Regions from separate parts of the Mus musculus genome. Here all the other regions are linked to region 3. Evidence: chromatin contacts called from public ChIA-PET and Hi-C data. All regions are on one chromosome and are shown on one strand. The core of a region is the stretch at or near the end of the contact, and the rest is flanking DNA. Distances in the headings are between cores, read along the strand shown. Region 1 has its middle 27 kb from the start of Gm41027. Region 2 overlaps Polk (polymerase (DNA directed), kappa). Region 3 overlaps Sv2c (synaptic vesicle glycoprotein 2c).

Evidence for each region. A called contact is a pair of places that touch in the nucleus more often than the background predicts. ChIA-PET counts read pairs in DNA pulled down with a chosen protein or histone mark.
Region 1: a contact with region 3 is called in a Hi-C map of CD8 T cells, with 4 times the contacts expected there. The contact joins two enhancer-like sites. A contact is called at or near these places in 1 of 484 Hi-C or Micro-C datasets (CD8 T cells) and 1 of 115 datasets of contacts at active chromatin or transcription factors (embryonic stem cells).
Region 2: an RNA polymerase II ChIA-PET map of memory CD8 T cells shows a contact between it and region 3, with 29 read pairs. The contact joins two enhancer-like sites. A contact is called at or near these places in 3 of 115 datasets of contacts at active chromatin or transcription factors (bone marrow-derived macrophages, memory CD8 T cells and pancreatic cancer cells).

What each region holds. Positions count from the first base shown.
Region 1 is chr13:96,954,781-96,958,524 of GRCm38.p6, forward strand. No RefSeq gene overlaps it. Among named protein-coding and RNA genes, the nearest start is that of Gm41027, 27 kb to the right of the region's middle. Within about 2 kb of position 1,866, at least 34 of the 459 cell types and tissues checked have an H3K27ac peak or open chromatin away from gene starts, as enhancers often do. A contact at or near this core is called in CD8 T cells, where this site is marked.
Region 2 is chr13:96,508,925-96,512,753 of GRCm38.p6, forward strand. The region is part of intron 3 of Polk (polymerase (DNA directed), kappa); the gene reads right to left. Among named protein-coding and RNA genes, the nearest start is that of Polk, 32 kb to the right of the region's middle. Within about 2 kb of position 1,892, at least 177 of the 459 cell types and tissues checked have an H3K27ac peak or open chromatin away from gene starts, as enhancers often do. A contact at or near this core is called in memory CD8 T cells, where this site is marked.
Region 3 is chr13:95,959,566-95,963,440 of GRCm38.p6, forward strand. It overlaps Sv2c (synaptic vesicle glycoprotein 2c), which reads right to left. Exons shown (of 13, transcript NM_029210.1): 13 at 1-1,898. The coding sequence ends at 1,715. Among named protein-coding and RNA genes, the nearest start is that of Gm24032, 64 kb to the left of the region's middle. Within about 2 kb of position 1,921, at least 126 of the 459 cell types and tissues checked have an H3K27ac peak or open chromatin away from gene starts, as enhancers often do. A contact at or near this core is called in CD8 T cells and memory CD8 T cells, where this site is marked.

The sequences.
Region 1 (3,744 bases), core at 616-3,115, 1.0 Mb after region 3:
CCTTCTGCTGGTTACTGTAGCTTCCTTCATCTTAGATTCCATTGGATTGACCTCTTCAAAGGAAGGTTTTATTTTTGAATGAACAGTAGCCAACTGCTCCTGTCCATACTAGCCAGCCCTTAGCCCTGAGCTCACGTGAGTATGTGATATCATCTTGCCATAGAAACAGTGAAAAAGAAAGCAATGTAATGTATAGAACCCTAAATTCAAAATAGGGGAAGAAATGTCAAGAGAACCAAGCAAGAGGTGTCACCTCCTAGGGAACAGAGGGCAGTAAAGGCCAGTTTATGTTTAGACAATATGGTGCTGAGATGGGTATCAGCATGGACCAACATGACTAACTCTGAACATCCAGGAGACTATGTGTCAGTACCAAATGGCTGACAGTGGATGTCATACATATATTCATGTACACTGTACCTAAGTAATGAATAATTTTCTGAGACCTAGGGCCCTTGGCCTTCAGCTTTTCCAGCCTGTCTGTGTATGTACTTCTTTCTGTAGGCCTGTGTGTGTCTGGATCCATGCAGCTCAAGTCTTCTTTCTGGCTTGTGTTTGGGTACTTTCCTGCATCTGCCTGCCTCTCACTCTGTGTGATGGCTTCGACGCAGCATGGATAACATCTCATCTGCCTGGGCTCCTTGAATTCTCTCCAGCTTCCCAGGCTCCCACGACCCTCCTCCTCTCCTGGAGTTGGCACTTGGACCTTGGACCATTTCACATGACCCATGCCCACTTGCTGTGATATTTGGGTCCTTTCCTGGTTTCACCCAATGACTCCCTACACAAGTACAAACTTTTACATCAAAACACTAATACACAGACATTTTTGGTAACAAGCCGGCCCATGTACGTAACTCCTGTGTGCTAGGTAGTATAACTCTCTGAAGTACAGTAATGGGTTTTTATGAATGTTACAAATAAAAACATTTACATTTTATTTTTATGCATAGTAATGAAAACTGTTCTATAAATCCAGATATGTCTTTATGGTCTAGGTTGTGGCATTGCCTCACAAAACATTGTCATGACACCATGACACTGTCTTTTATAAGTTGCCTTGGTCATGGTGTTTCATCAGAGCAATAGAAAAGTAGATGGGACATTTGGTCTGATCATCCTTGCTATGCCCTAATTATTCTGTTGCTGAATAGGAATGATTATTCTGTGCCATTGTGTGCATGCGACTTGTTTTTTACTTTACAGGAGCTTACAGTTAAGAGATTGCCTTGACCTAAGATGAGGCATAGATTTTGGTCTTTTAAACTGTGAAGTTGTAAAACACTATGGACACCTTTAAGGTTTAATTATGTCTTACATTATAAGACAAATGTAAGGCTGGGGTCAGGAGGAAGGCAATGATTTAAAGTGATGTGCCAGGAGCCAGCTGTCTCATGGATAAAAGCAACTGCTGATGGGTCTGATGCCTAGAAATGGATCCCCAGTGCCCACGTGTTGGGAAGATAGAACCAACTCCTGAAAGCTGTGCTCTGACCCTACACACACATACATACATGTGCACACAAAATAAATACGAATTGTAAAAGCATTTGTAGAGTCACAGAATAACCCTTAACTTGCTCGTCTGCGTGACTCATGGGTCTCGTGAGACCTCTTTCTAGTAAATTAAAGTTTAGTAACAAAGGGAAATGAATAGGCTCTCTTTGACATTTTGGCCAACAAGGGTCTTTTTCCAGAATGCCTTTTCTTAGAACTTATGTTACGTCTTTTGGAACAGTAACAAAACCCAGTAGAAAGTATAACATGTTGAGCAACAGATTCAATTGAGAAAACATAGTAAGGTGTATAATTTGTCATGAGCAGAAGGCAGAAAGCAGGTGGGAACCTTGACTAAAACCACATCAAGGGTGTAGCCGCCCGCAGCCACACAAACTGGTTTCCTGCGTAGGAGCCCGGAGCTGTATGGGAGGAAATGGCAAGAGAAAAAAATGAGACCAAGACAGATTCTGATCAAGGCCCAATGTTTACTAAGAGTCTGAGCTTATAAAGGGGGAAAGCCCATCCCCGCCATGCCAGGCTTCTTGATGCTTTGTTGCCAAGTTGTTAGCACTGGGTCACCAATGGACATGTTGCCAGCTATCTCAGGAATATCTCAGGAAGACAGGTTCAGCCTCTCAGAGGTAGCAGCGTCTTGGAGAAGAGCACAGGTGGCAGAACATTAGACCTCACTAGGTCAGAAGACTCCACCCTAGGTGGTCTCATTCACAGTGGCAAAACAGGTCTGAGCCAGCCTGCTCAAGGCTGGGGGAGGCTACACAAGAGATGGGGGTCACAATGTGAGCACCAAGCTAGTCCTTGAACCCGTGACTTGGTCAGCAGTGACCAGACAAGCCTACCTCTCCCTCGTATATCCAGTCTTACTCAGTGGGAATTGTAATATAATCTGCACTACTCTAGATGTTCTGCATACCCATAGAGTCTATATTTGTCCATTAGCCATCTACCATCACAGGGCCAACATAATGGCCAAAACAGTTTCCAATTTCCCTAGAAACCAGATTCCCTAGTGCTATGTAGCACGCTTAGTATGCCCTGTGTTCAGTCCCCTATACAAAAGAAAACAGAAGAAAAAAGCAGTCTCCAGACGTAGTGGGGAATCAATGTCCTTGCTCATTGGAAACCTGCTCTCCTAGGGGGCACTGGGATGCTAATCCCTCCCTGGTCTCTCTGTGCTCACTCTCTGTCCACTAGATGAGCAGCTTTGACCTAACACAAGCTCCCCACCGTGATTTCTCGCCTCACCACAGGCCCAGAAACAGCAAGTCTATTGGATAATGGATTGGGAACCTCTTAAACGGAAGCCCTCCTCTCTTTATGAGTTGGTTATTTTATTTTATTTTATTTTATGTTATAGTAATTATATAACACATACTATAGGCTATATTAATATATATGTATCATGACATTTTATTATAGTAATGAAAAGCTAGCTAGCACACATATCATAAACCATCCTGTCTAACCTAATATTCTCCCTACACTAAGCTACCTACGGCCAGGCACTAGGCAACCAACCCCAAGGTCATTTCCCAAGGTCATTTCCCCTGTCGGCCTTAACAGTTTTTCTGTGGGGGTTGGGGGAGAGACAGAATTTTGCTAAGTAGTCCAGTGACCTTGAACTCACTATATAGTCCAGCAATTGTAAAACTCAGAGTCTTGTGCCTCCATCTCCTGAGGGTTAGGATGATAAGTGTGTGGTGCCACACTGGGATCTTGCCTTGCCTTTCTTACAAAGAAAAAAAAAATCCCAATATAAATCTCTGGACTGGTGTTTCTGCTCCTCCTGTGTGGCCCAGAGTGACACAGTATCCCTCTACTCTCAGGATCTTACATAATATGTATTCTTCAGTGGAGTGGCACTAGTTTCTCCACATCTCTTTCAGTGACCTTCATGTGTTAGCTCCTGAGGGTACAATTGAGAGAAACTTGTGCTTGGGGGCATTTGTGGTCACTGTTCCATCTGCCAGAAATGCAATCCACCCCCACATGTTTCTGTACACACACACACACACACACATGCTGCATTTAAATCTCAGCTCCAATGGCATCCACCCCTGGAGCCTTCGCTGACCATGCTAACCCGGCAGCTGCTCAGCTTCCAACAGCCTCAGCCTCTGCCCCCTTTGTTTCTCTCCATAGTGCTTATTACAGCTTAACTCTATTTGTCTGTTGTGTGTGATCCTGCATTCCTTATTATATAACCTAAATGTCATTAAAATAAGG
Region 2 (3,829 bases), core at 642-3,141, 550 kb after region 3:
CTATTTGTAAATGTAAGCTCCTAGTGATTCCTCTTCCTGTTCTTCCAGGAACAGAGCAGGAACTTACCAAGTATTTCATGAATAAATGAGCTATCCCAGCTACCTGCATCAATGACGCTACTGCTGAACTGCTTTGAATAAACTTACTATAACTGAATGCTTCTATTTAGGCAAATTAAACAATTCCCATTTGACTCAAATTGTTAATGTCTTAAAACAGAACAAAGGAACTGCACAACAAGAGATTCTACCTCTGGCGCATGACATGATGCTGCACTCTGTACAAGAGAGCATGCTGAATGAAGTACAGAGTGAATATTCCTTCTGTGAAACTACGTCTGCAGGGCTGCCTTGGCTAGGTTTCTGTTGCTGTGATGAAACAACAGGAAGGAAAGGAACTTGGGGAGACAGGGTTTATTTCACTCGCAGTCCCAGCATCACTGAAAGCAGTCAAGGCAAGGACTCAAACAGGGCAGGAGCCTGGAGGCAGGGGCTGACACAGGCCATAGAGGGTGCTGCTCATTGGTCTGCTCAGCATGCTTGGTCTCTAGAACCCAGGGCACCAGCCTAGGAGTGGCACCACCCACAGTGGGCTGGGCTCTCCCATGTCAATCACCACAGCCTGATCTTATGGAGGCATTCTCTCAGTTCCGAGTCTCTCTTCCCTGAGTCTAGCTTCTGTTAGGTTGACATAAAACTAGCCAGGAGAAGAGCTAATATCTGAAATAGTTATTCTATACCAATATCAATTAAAAACTGAAGATGTAGCTTATTTTTCATAAAACTTTAATATACATGTCAAATATAACAATGCAGAGTTGTAATCTTTAAACTTTTTTGCCTGTTCAGAGAAAAATTACTGGGTTGAAAGAAAAAAGAGAAGAGAACACGGAGAGAAACAAAATAGGCGAGTAAAGAAAAGTTTACATAGCAAGCATCCCCATACCGTTTTTATGGGCAGCCTCTACTAATGCTCTATATGTGCTTGCCCAGGTTACCCTGCAAAGGGCTATGGGACAGGTTTAATTTTGTCAACCTATAGGAAGCTGCCTAGATCATTAACATAAATCATAACAGAAGACAGCCATAAAGCAAGCACCGCATACACAGCACATGGAATCTACTACTGAGAGGAGCAACGGAGGCAGAACACAGTAACCAAGGAGAGGGGGAAACAGCTCTGGAGAACCCAGTGAGCGCCTAAAGGAAGGCAAAGCCATCAGGGGGAGAGCTCGCTGTGCCTGCCCATCCCCCATGAACGTGCTGTCTTCAGCCTTGCCCTCACTTACAGAATACTTGTTTCATGGTCTTAGGACAGACACACCAGCCACCCACCCACTAGCTGGAGATTAAAACTGCAGCTCTTCTCTTAGGAACAAGACCCGAATCCCATCTGCCTGTAGCAGACCCTGACAGTGTACACAGGCCTAACCTTGCTGAGCCTACCCCTCTCGCTGACCTGAGGGACTCTGCCTTCTTGGGTTGCTCCTATCTAGAATACCCTGAGCTCTGTCACAGGCTTCATGGGTCAACTCAAATATACTATGAAACTCGGCTGCAGCTTTGTCTTCCATGCCAGAGAACCAATGCTCTCTTGCTTGATTTCTTGTTTCCACTGTGGCCCTTATTATAGTAGATAAGCTGTAATAATTACAATATGCCTAAAATATGAATGAAGTAAGAATAAAGGAGTGGCACCTGAAATATTTTGGCTTGGAATAATATAGAGAAGCAGAAGATAAATAGAAAGCCAACCGCGAGGGAAACCTCCTCACACTCATGATTAACGCTGGGACGGTTTCTTCTGTGAACTTCTCTCTTGTACTCGATGCAAGCGTGCAGCTGCCCAGAGGAAGCCTCACAGTGTGACTCATCTCTTCCATCTTCCTTTACTCTCTTCTTAGTCACCCACCCATCCTGTCTGAACGCTCTCTGCTCTCCGCAATGCACAGCGCCTGCCTTAGCTTCCCAACATTTCTCCCCCTTTACTTCTCGATCATGGTTCGTTTATCACTTTCCCCTGAGGCCTTTCACAGTCTACTTGGTGGCTGTAACATTTACCTTCTTCTTCCTCCTGTTACTTCTGAGAACTCGTGTGTCACCGGGGCTAAAAATAAGGACCTTCCTCTGGTTCTCAGTAACGCTTCTCATTAGGCACAGGACAGTGGCTATGTTAGCCCTCTCTTACAATCTTTAATTCTAATAAACTAATGGCAAAAGGTTGTTGAAGGAATGAAGAGATGCTTGCACAACGTGTTCTTGGAGAGGGGTATGGCAAGGGCTCGCTGACTACCTCTCATTCTAAGGTAGAAGGGACAGTTATGGAGTATGTCAGGTGTTAAGTTCTTCCCACAAAAACTCACTTACTAGTCAGAATAATTCAGAGATTACAATTATTAGTCTTATAAATGAGAAAATGAAAGTTTACTAAGATTAAGAGATTTGTTCTGAGTCATAGAGCTGACGTGGGAGAGCTGGACTTGGGAAACAGGTTACACCAAAGTTTGTTTTCTTTGTCTTATCTTTTCTAACACAGGCTTTGGTTTTTTGTCTTTGTTGTTGAAGTTGTTTGTTTTGGAAACTATATGTAGTCCTGGCTGTCCCAGAACCCACTATGTAGAACAGGCTGGCCTAGAGCTCACAGAGACCCATCTGCCTCCTGAGTGCTGGGGTGAGAGCTGCAAATACCAATTGTGGCTAATAGACTTTGAACAGTCTTTAACATTGTGTATCCACACTCTATACTAATTTCTTTTCAAAACCTTCAATTTCTACTACATTTAGGACAATATTTGGAAATTCTGCTTTTTATTTTGACTTAGTATCTCCATAAAGTCTACTGAGTTGGTCCAAGTTAGCAAAGGCAGTTGTTAAAATGGTCGAAATGCACGGATTGGCTGTGTGGCCTCACTTAACAGAATGTGGATGCTCGTTTATCCAGTTTACGAGCTCATTAGAAGATAGTTTATATGATAACCAGATGCCTGCCTTCCAGGAGTGTGGTGAGGGTGGAGTCCAGGGGAGGATATTCAAAGAGGGTCCAAACGAGCTGCCTGGCTCATGCATGCAGACTTCTTACCTCGGTCTGACCAGCAGGAATTTACACTATCATATCACACATAATCAAATCTAGCATGTGGAAAATGTGAGTCCAAAATAGAAACATTTCCTATGAAAACATCTTCGTTCTCTGAGACCTTCTTGTCTCCTTGGGACTTCCTCAGCCTCCTCCCACGCACACAGCTTCTTTTAGAGGAAGCTCAACAAATGAAACAATTAAATAATCAACATAAGACACATTTCCTACCACTCCTGCTCTGAGAGATGCCAGCGAGGCTCCCAGCAAACACTGGGCACAACTGGAACAAAAGCTGAAATTCTGCTGCTCAATGGAAAGCACTTTCTAGTTCTCCAGGTTATCTGGACGGTAAACTGCAAAATTTGTATGAACCCCCAAAAGTCAGAGCAACACACCAGCTATGTTCCTCTGTGTCTGTAAAGTGTCTATTAAAGATATATGTAGATTACAGACCATTAAACCTAGCAAGTCCCAAAAGCAAATGTTTACAGAATAAGGTCAACTTAAAGACAGCATTATTTTCTACAGAATGCAATTTTTTAAACTTAGAAAAAAAAAATCCTTCACACTTTAACTGAAACACATTTTGTATGTCTGCTCAGTGAAAATTACTATCAAGGGAGTCAAAAGATAAGTTAAACTAGAAGAAAATATTTTTAAAATAAAAGTCAGTATGTGACTGATACTCAAAATACACAAAGGATTCTTCAAACTCAATAAAAAACAAAAGAAAAGTCAACAATCTTACTT
Region 3 (3,875 bases), core at 671-3,170:
TTCTGTTCTGGCCCTGCCTCATTGGTGTCTTTCAAATCAATCAATGATGCTTCGAAGATTCCCTGGTCAGCTCTGCAGCTCTGGCTCTCATAGCCTGGATGTCCAGGCTCTGAGTACTCAGGTTATCTGCAGGGAACCACTTTCTCTCTGCAGCTTCCCATCTTAACTCAAGGCTGCCCCCTCCACCACGCCTGCATTACTTAATGGGGGCAGTGGATTAATGGTTTATGTTAATCAAAGAGCTTTTCACAGAATTTCAGCTCCAGGAGGGATCAGGGAACATGTGAGGGGAAGGGAGGCAAGGCAGAGGGGACTCCAGGGAGCAGGGCCATCTCTGAACAGATTCTTGGGAACAGAAGTTTCCTTTTTTCTGGAAGGCCCGGGGCTGTGGTCATGCAAGAAAAGCGTAAAATAAGCAAAGAGGATTCCCCCTCCAACAAGACAGAGGCAGTTAAACAAAGAATGCTGTTTAAACACAGGCCTTACGATGGTTGCTATCACAGGCTGCAAATCTACAAGGAGGCTTCAGATTTCAAAGACGCGTAAAAGGATGGGCCTGGGGGAGGGGCACCGGGCAAGAGACTCGAAGGTCCTTTAGCTGACAGCTGGCCCGTGGGAACGTCCTGCTGACCCCTCCCTCCTTCCATGCTCAGGAAGATTCCAGAGGTAAAACAGATATTCACCCACCAGGAAATGCTGTCCTGCCTGCCGGAGGGTTGCTGGGGAGAGCAGGCAGGCTCAAAAACTGTCCAGAGACAAGGCTAGGAGCCCACAGCCTGGGGACACTGGAGGGACATGACCTGATGTGGAGATTTGGGCTAAAAATGTAACAGTGGACAGTTGATCAAAGGAGGGTGGGTGGTGTTGACCCGCAAGGGACCGTACAAGAGAGGCTCCCGTCTGTGTTTCCCAAATGGCTTTGGTTGTGAATTCCAATTTCTATCTAAAAATCTGCCTTGTGCTGCTCAGGTAGGGTTTCGTTGCCAAGTGGGGATAGACTTTAAACTTTTCTTGTTAACAAAACCACCCTAATCATCCTGCCCAAAAGAGCCCCGCCCAGAAGTGCTTGGTGTCACACAATTGTCTTGAAACCCCCTGCTGTAACAGCTAGAGTGGCTGGCAGGCTGTCTTTTTTCTAAGAAAACAGGAAGTATCACTCGGTATGAGAAAAAGAAAGAAAGAAAGAAAGAAAGAAAGAAAGAAAGAAAGAAAGAAAGAAAGAAAGAAAGAAAGAAAGAAAGAAAGAAAGAAAGAAAGAAAGAAAGAAAGAAAGAGAGAGAAAGAAAGAGAGAAAGAAAAAAGAAGAAAAAGAAATCCCTTTCCTCAGCACAAAATTATGCCAATTTAAACTTCCTGTTAGTAGAGCGTCGCCAGCAGGGTCTATTTCTTACACCAGCACAGACTTTTTAGATTCTTGGTGAATGTAGTCCTTGGGGAAGCCTGGTCAACTGAGACATTTTAGGAACACTTCCACTGGGCACTGAGAAGCAGGAACATCACAGTTAGGAAAAGCTAACAGTGCACGGGGGGAGGGGGGGCGGGAAACCCTGCAAATCACACTGGCGGGGTAAGACAATACGCAGCTACACGTTACATCACAGCAAAAGTTTGTGTTCTGATACTTGGCCACCTTTCTATACATTAAAACTCTGAAGCTTTGAGTCAGGCAATACGACCGACCCACGGTGGGAGGAAGGGAATGGCTTTTGTCACGTCACATCAGAACCTGGGTTCGTGTGTCGGGCAGGCGCAGCCCCACGAGTCCTCCACACACGAGCACAGTGGAAGCCAGCAGGATGGGGATGGCTTTGGTGATGCTGACCAAGGAGCCGAAGATTAAGTTTCCCAGGACGGCCGCCGCTTTACAGAGGGCGTTCAAGAAGCCGAAGCCCGTTGCTCTGCAAGGGACAGAAACACAGTCAAGGTTTAGAAAATGATGCTCGGGAGTCCAGCTTTAAACTTACACGTTCTGCGCAGTCACCCTGATGGTCTTTACGTGGTTTGTGCCGTATGTTAGTGAAGCAGATAATTAAAATGCTTGTTAGCAAACGCGGAGGCAGAGAAGCCAGCTGTCACTGCTGCGGCCGGTCTCCTGATGACGTACGTACGACTCTACTGACTCTTATTTTGGTACAGAAGAAGAAAAAAAAGCTCTTTCTTGGTCCAATGTGTTGGAAGGATGGTTCTACTAAGTAAAAGTTAATTTCACTCCGTGTAAGTCCTCTCAGGATAAAAGCAGGCTTAAAGCCTCTTTCCGTAGGAGTCAGCTAGCCTCTGCTTAGCTTGGGAGAAGCTGGGCCACCTCCTCTGTCCAGGGAGTGGGACTGGGCGATCTAGCAGGCTCTCAAGTCTTTACAAAAGTGACTTGTTATTTGTTTTATAAGTGTCCAGAATCTTGGTGACACCTCTTAAATAGAGGAAATAAGGAAATTCAAATTTTGTTCCAGTATAAAATACAACTGCCGTCTGTCAGACACTATCAGCCTGCTTCTCAGCGACTCAGCACCTGTAGTTTACTTACGTCAGCATCCAGTGCTGTGCATTTCGACCATAGCTAAGAGTTCCCACCACCGCTAAGAGTTGCTATGCAACACAGACCCTTTAAAGGGCATCTGTCAACATCACGGTGTGTGTGTGTTCTCTCTCTCTCTCCCTCTCTCTCTCTTTCTCTCTCTCATTTTGTCCCTCTCGTTTTAACTGTCTCTCAGTCTGTCTGTCTCATGTCCCCACTCTGAGACTGTTTTTGCTACCCCACCCCCAAACCTCTTGCTTTAGGTTTGTTGCACAGGGTGATCTCTTAACAGCACACCCGGACCCACCCAGGTCCCTTCCAATGCTTTACCCTATTGATAGTGATTTGGCAATGGGTTTCTTTAGGATTATTTTATTTTCATTTTCCTCTTATTAGTTATCTAAATGAATATTCCTAGATTTTATTTTTATACTCATTTATTCATCTAGTGTGTATGTGGAGATCAGAGACCTTGCAGGAATCAGTTAGCACTTAACTTACAATCCTCCTGTCTCAGCTTCTTGAGAACTATGATTATAGGGTATTTGCTGCCAGGTCAGTATAATGTGCTCAATTTTAAAAACATTTATTTATTTATTTATTTACTTACTTACTTACTTACTTATTTCTTTATTTATATGAATACACTATTGCTGTCTTCAGACACACCAGAAGAGGACATCAGATCCCCTTACAGATGGCTGTGAATTCATTGAACTCAGGTTGTCTGGAAGGACAGTCAGTGCTCTTAACCACTGAGCCATCGCTCCAGTCCGTGCTTGATTTTTAAACAATTAAAGTCAACTGAATTTTCAAGAGGTGTGTCCTCCTCTTAGGTACCAAGTATGTTTTTGCTAGTGGGTGGAGAACAAATGCAGCCTGAGCACGCCTGATCTGGAACCTGTGGGACCTTAGCTGTTTCAGGTTAGAATTTGGAGTGTGTGCACAGCCATTCCTAGTTGAATACTTTCATCCAGAAACTTGCCGTCCAAAGTGCTTTACAGTCTGAAACTCACAAGCATGTGGCCTTTCAGATTAGTGGTGTTCAGCATTAGGAATGAACGAGCAAGTTAGTTCATGGTGAGCTAATGTAGTGTCGCCATGGGCTGAGAGATGGCTCAGTTCCTGTCAGTTCTGACTGTGAAGACAGGAGGACCTGGATTCAAACCCTCAGAGTGCATGTAACAAAAGCATGGCTTCCTTCGAATGCCTGTAACTCCAGTGTTGGAGAGGGGGCTGGGGGAGCGGGAGCAGAGAAAGGAAGGCAGATACTGGGAACCAGCCAGTCTAGCTGAACCGGTGAGCTCCTGGTTCAGTGATAGACCCTGTGTGGAAAGAAAGAGAGGAAGGAAGGAAGGAAGGA